Linked DNA regions of Rattus norvegicus: region 2 is linked to region 1. Evidence: chromatin contacts called from public Hi-C data. All regions are on one chromosome and are shown on one strand. The core of a region is the stretch at or near the end of the contact, and the rest is flanking DNA. Distances in the headings are between cores, read along the strand shown. Region 1 holds the start of Cyld (CYLD lysine 63 deubiquitinase). Region 2 holds the start of Nkd1 (NKD inhibitor of WNT signaling pathway 1).

The links. Hi-C and Micro-C count contacts between places; a contact is called where the count stands out from the background.
Region 2: a Hi-C map of frontal cortex shows a contact between it and region 1, with 2.6 times the contacts expected there. The contact joins the promoter of Nkd1 here to the promoter of Cyld in region 1. A contact is called at or near these places in 2 of 12 Hi-C or Micro-C datasets (frontal cortex and mammary epithelial cells).

The regions. Positions count from the first base shown.
Region 1 is chr19:34,545,824-34,548,523 of GRCr8, reverse strand. It overlaps Cyld (CYLD lysine 63 deubiquitinase), which reads left to right and starts at 1,406. Exons shown (of 17, transcript NM_001017380.1): 1 at 1,406-1,450.
Region 2 is chr19:34,721,493-34,724,192 of GRCr8, reverse strand. Nkd1 (NKD inhibitor of WNT signaling pathway 1) reads left to right here and starts at 1,347. Exons shown (of 10, transcript NM_001271381.1): 1 at 1,347-1,466; 2 at 1,588-1,620; 3 at 2,215-2,348. The coding sequence starts at 1,442.

The sequences.
Region 1 (2,700 bases), core at 157-2,656:
TATACCAACGAAAGACAGGAGAGAGTTGAGGCTTCAGTTTTCAAAAGATGCCAATTTCATCGGGGAGAGGAGTGGTGAGCTTTAACTGTTAGTAAGCACCCATCTGCTGCTTCTATGTTCTTATTGGTTTCCGTTCTTTGGATTTTCAGAAACACGGCAGTCTCCACTGGGGAAATTTGTGTCATGATTAAACACACACACACACACACACACACACACACACACACACACACACCTCACTTTCTCAGTATTAATTACCTTTCTCATAATTAGTAGTTAAAATGTCAAAAGAGAAGGAATTAATTAAGAGGACTATCCAGTGAAGCGAGGCATGTGCTGCCAGGCTGCCAGGCTCTGGGGCTGATTATAAAAAAAAGAGTTTCATTAAATATTTTGAGCACTTTTGGGAGTCAGAATCCTTCCTTCTAATTGAAAGATCCTTCACTATATCCTCAATTCCGGCTGGTGGCCAGGGACGCAGTCCTGGGTAAGGTAGAGGGTCGAAAGCCTTTCTTTATCCTTAGGAGACTCTCTCCAACCTGAGAGAGGTGGCCACAGAAGTTCAAAAAACAGCAGGTTTCCCAGACCCCATGTTAGGGCAGAAAGAGCTTCAGTTTGTCCAGAAAGCCTACTGTTAAAAAAAAAAAAATACAAAAAAAAAAAAAAAAAAAGGGGGTTGGGGACTTAGCTCAGTGGTAGAGCACTTGCCTAGGAAGCGCAAGGCCCTGGGTTCGGTCCCCAGCTCCGAAAAAAAGAGCCAAAAAAAAAAAAAAAAAACAGAAAGCCTACTGTTAGGAGATACTTATGAAGCATTTCACAATAATCCGGTAAGACAGGTGGTACTAACACCTCCATTCTACAGATGAGGAAATTGAGGCTCAGCACGGTTGGGAGCTCTCCATGTTACATGTTGAGAAACTGAGAAAGAAAACATTGACTCTAGGTGTGATTCTAAGCTTTGCTCTTTCATGGAATCCTGAAAACTATTCTCAGTTCTCCTCTGGATCTCTTCCCACCTTAGTTTTGACAACTAAGCCAAGAGCCAAGACCTGCGCAAGGAGGGTGGAGCTGGGAGCACAGCGCCCCGCCCAGATGTGGTTCCAGCCAATGGTGACGTGGCACCGGCAGCCTTTTGCCCAATCAGCCATCGCTCCTCGCCCCCACTATTTCTCCTCTGCTCCGCCCTTTCGCTTTTCCTTTGGCTCCACCGAGCTTGACCAAGCGGAAAGTCCCTTCTGCTAGCACCGTGCCGGCAGCCATTGGAAGAAGGTCTGTTACAGGAATAACCAATCAGATCGCGCGCAGGGACGGTTCTCTGGATGTGATTGGCTAGCGTGGCTTCTATCCTCCCCGCCCCCGCTCCTCCCTCCCCGCGGGCGGTTCGGAGGCGGGGCAGGTGGGGGCGGGCCCAGGTAGCAGGTTCGGCTGCGCGGGGGCCCGCGCGCCTGAGGTAAATACTGGGGTGGTGGGTGTGGGGTGCCGGGCCGGCCCGGGACGCCGGTTCTGAAGCCTGGGCTGCGGCGCTGGGCGGCGGCCGAGGCGGGTGAGTGTGCGCGGCCGCGCGGCTGAAGCTAGGTCTCTAGTGTTCCTGCCCTGCCTCGGGCGCCTTGAGCGGCGGAGGCGACCGTCGGGCCTCAGCGCCCGCCCGTTAGCTGCCCCGGGCCGACGAGCTTCTGACGTCAACCGCGGCTGCCCACCTCCAGCCTCCCGGAGGGCTCCCGAGTCGCGGGACTCCTGCACCGTAGGGCTTGGGTAGGAGCAGCACAGGACTCAGTCTCTCTCTCTGGCCCGCCGTCATTGACAGATGGGGAAACTGAGGCCGGATCCTACCTGGCTTCCAAAGGCTGCAGGAGGCAGGGGAGTCTCTGGTTATGGTACCTCACGCCTGTGCTGTTTTGTGGGGTGTTGATGGCTTCGCTCCCGGAAGAGCAGCCTGTCCTCGCTAATGGCGTGTTTTGCTTTTTCTTTCAGTTTCTCTGGTCTAGGGGGGAGGATGGTTTTGCACAGTTGTGTAGTTGGAAGGTGCAACTGACCGGTTGAGACAGGTACCTTTCTTTCCTTTTATTATTATGGTCAGCCTTGTAGGAGGACGCCAAGTCCTGAATGATCACGGTCTTGAACTGAGTTCATTTGGGTCAGGTGCCAGGTTATTCATGTCCTTGGCATCTTTTTCTGTTCCACCCCTTGGCATTTGCATGTTTTAGGGGTTTGTCATCCTCTAGCCACCAAGCCTTGACATCTCCCAACCCCCCACCATCCCCTCCACCTTCCTCTCTCTAATTTTCCCTGGAAAGTTGTCTCCTTAGAGGAGCATTCATTCATACCTTGCTTTGTGTGTCTGTGCTGGGGCTAATCAGCGATTCCTAATAAGATTGCTCATTTTTGTAATCATTGACTCCAGAGAAGAATGTAGGCATCAAGAGGGCGTGCATTCTAGCATCCATCTCCTGCACACCCCCTCATACCTCAAGTAGGTTGAATGGCCCCCAAGAATTTAGCCTGCTGCTCCCCGCTGGGTAGTGGGTGGATTTGCACTAGAACAGTATGAAGGAAAAATGATTTGCTGGAAATTCTTAGTGAAGTTCATGTAATTTGAATGTTGACAGCACTCAGAACATTCTCTAATGTTCTGCTGAAAAAATTTAAGGTATTCTTTCAAAGAGAGCCTTGTTTGGACTGGTAACTTGTGAGATGAGCTGA
Region 2 (2,700 bases), core at 98-2,597, 180 kb before region 1:
GCTGAGGACATAGCTCAGTTAACAGTATTTGCTTGCCTCGAACTGGCTTGTTAAACCAGTGCTTTGGGATTGATTCCCAGATCTCTTCCCACAAAGTGCTTACTTGAAGTCTAAAACGACCAACCAATATAGCCCACCTGTTTCTGTTCAGTAGCGTCGCACAGGGGAGCAGGTTAAAAGAAGTGGGGAGAAATAAGTCTCCACTCTACAGATCGTAAAACTGAGGCTCGAAGCAGCGTTTAGCTGTAAGAGCAGAACTGGTTCTTTCCCACGCCCAGGCTGCCAGATACTAGGATAAGCTTAGCGCCGGGCCAGCAGAAATGTTGTTCTGGGGACCACAAAGGTGTGGTGGAAGCCTTTAAGTCGCCCTCCCCTTTGCAGAGACCTCCCCAGACAAAACAAACAGGCCCTTGGGGTCTGCAGAACTGCAGGGGGGAAGGGGAAAACGGAAACTAAGAAAGATCAAAGATCCGGCGGTTCACCGCTCCCGGCCTCACAGTTTGGCAGCTCGCCCCGACCCCAGTTGGGCACTCAGGAGCCCATGGGCGAAGAAAGGTTGCGAGGGACTGGGGGGGGGGGCAGCTCGGGGCTAATGGACACTTGTCGTTAACAGGAGTGGGCCGAACTCGCCCTAGCTAGCGAGGCGCCCGGTTGATTTCTACGGGACTCCCAAATGGATGGAAAAACAAAAACAAAAACAAAAACAAAAACAAAAACAAAAAACCTCAAACAAACGCAAAACCCAGAGGAATCAAAGAAAAGGGCAGGCAGCTGAAAACAGGGACCACTTTTTGTAGAAGACTAGGCTCTGTAAGTCTGGGAAGGGACAGCATCATGGGAGAGCAGTAGACGCGTGCGCTAGGGCATCTGAGGTTGCCAGTTGTGACCTCAGTTTCCCCACCTGTGAACTCGAGTCATTCAGTCCCACTCTGGCAGCTCCAGAGGACATGCAGAGAAGAGGGAAGTCTCAGTGTCACCAGCGAGGGCAGCGCTGCTCCACCACCCAGCGGCCAGAGCCTCCACCCGGTCCCCACTCCCGCCCCGAGGTTCACACAGGGGGTTTAGGGCCCAGCACACCCAAAGCCCCTCCCCATCGAGGGTCCACCCCTATCCCCGCCCACAGACCACGCCCTCCGTGGGCCCGCCCCTTGGCCAGCCCCTACCCGCAGGCCCCGCCTCTACCCGCCCCGCCGCGTCCGCCTCGCCTTTGATGGGCCGCTGCCGGCCAATGGGCGCTTGGGGAGGCGCGGGGCCGTGGCGGCGGGCAGGGGGCTCGGCGCGCCCGGGCGTCAGTCCGGCCGCGGCGACCGCTGTAGGAGCGCGTCCCGGCGCCGCCTAGGGCTGCGCTCCGCGCGCGGACTGTGAGGAGGAGGCGAGCAAGGCTGGCGCGGGGTCGGCGGCCGGACGCATGGCTTAGGACGCCCGGCTGCCGCGCCCCAGCATGGGGAAACTTCACTCGAAGCCGGGTCAGTGTCCTCGCCCGCGCGCCTGCCGCGGCCCCGCGTCCTCCCGCCGGTGCTAACTCTCCCTCTCCTTTCTTTCCGGCTCCCGCCGCCGCCGCCGCCGCCGCGCGCGATGTGCCCACAGCCGCCGTGTGCAAGCGCAGGGAGAGCCCGGAAGGTAGGCGCGCGGGCCACTGGCCCGGGGGGCGCGAGGGAGGCGGCGCGAACCGCCTTGCCGCTGGATCTCATTACCAGGGCTGCCTCAGCCCCCAGCCCCGCCCCGGGAGCGCTCTTTGGGGCCCCTCTGCCCCTCCTACCCGTTCCCCACAGCCCGGTGCTCCCACTGCTGACCCTAACCCCCTCCACTTTGGCGGTGGGGTCTTCCCTTAAAATCCCCAAGATCTTGCGCCTTCCTCTAGCCAGCCCCTTCTCAGGAGAACTTGGTCTCTGCTCCCAGGGCACCTTCTCTGCTGACCCTCAGCTTTCTCCTCCGCAGTCCCTGCCTCCCACGCTCCTTCTGGTCCCTGAACTCCTTCAGTCAGGGTACTGCCTACTCCCTTTCACCTTCTGAATCTTCCTTGCACTTAGGATCTCGCCGAGCCCCCTTTCTTGACTATTTCCCTCTTTTGGATTCTGCTCTGTCCGGCGCTTGATCCTTTTGCCAAGTCTTTACTCACCCGGCTGTGCCGCCTGTCTCCTTCCCTTCACTCTCAGGTAACTTTTGCTAGCTGGGGGGCCCAGACTCAATGTCTTCCCGTTCTTCCCGCCTCAGGTGACAGCTTTGCAGTAAGCGCTGCTTGGGCAAGGAAAGGCATCGAGGAGTGGATCGGGAGGCAGCGCTGTCCAGGCAGCGTCTCAGGACCCCGACAGCTGAGATTGGCAGGCACTGTTGGTCGAGGCGCCCGGGTATGGCCCCCACTCTGTTATACCCTTTCACCCCTTTCAGCCTCGGGGAGCGGCTGAGGATCTCCAACTTTTAGCATCCCGTTTGCACATTGTCTTAAGTCCCCAAATCCCTTCTCAGCCACTGTGTGCCCTACTAGCCCTACTTGTGCCCCTTGCTTTGGAGGACCCTTGTCGATCAAGTGGGCGCCAGTCTCCTGCCCAGCTGGGCACGGAGGGTTGCTTGGGGAGGGAATGCCACGGAGGAGGTGATACAAGTCCAGTGGGGTGGGGAGGCTGTACCGTGTGTGTGTGTGTGTGTGTGTGTGTGTGTGTGTGTGTGTGTGTGTGTGTTGGGGTTTGGGGCTCCTCTGCT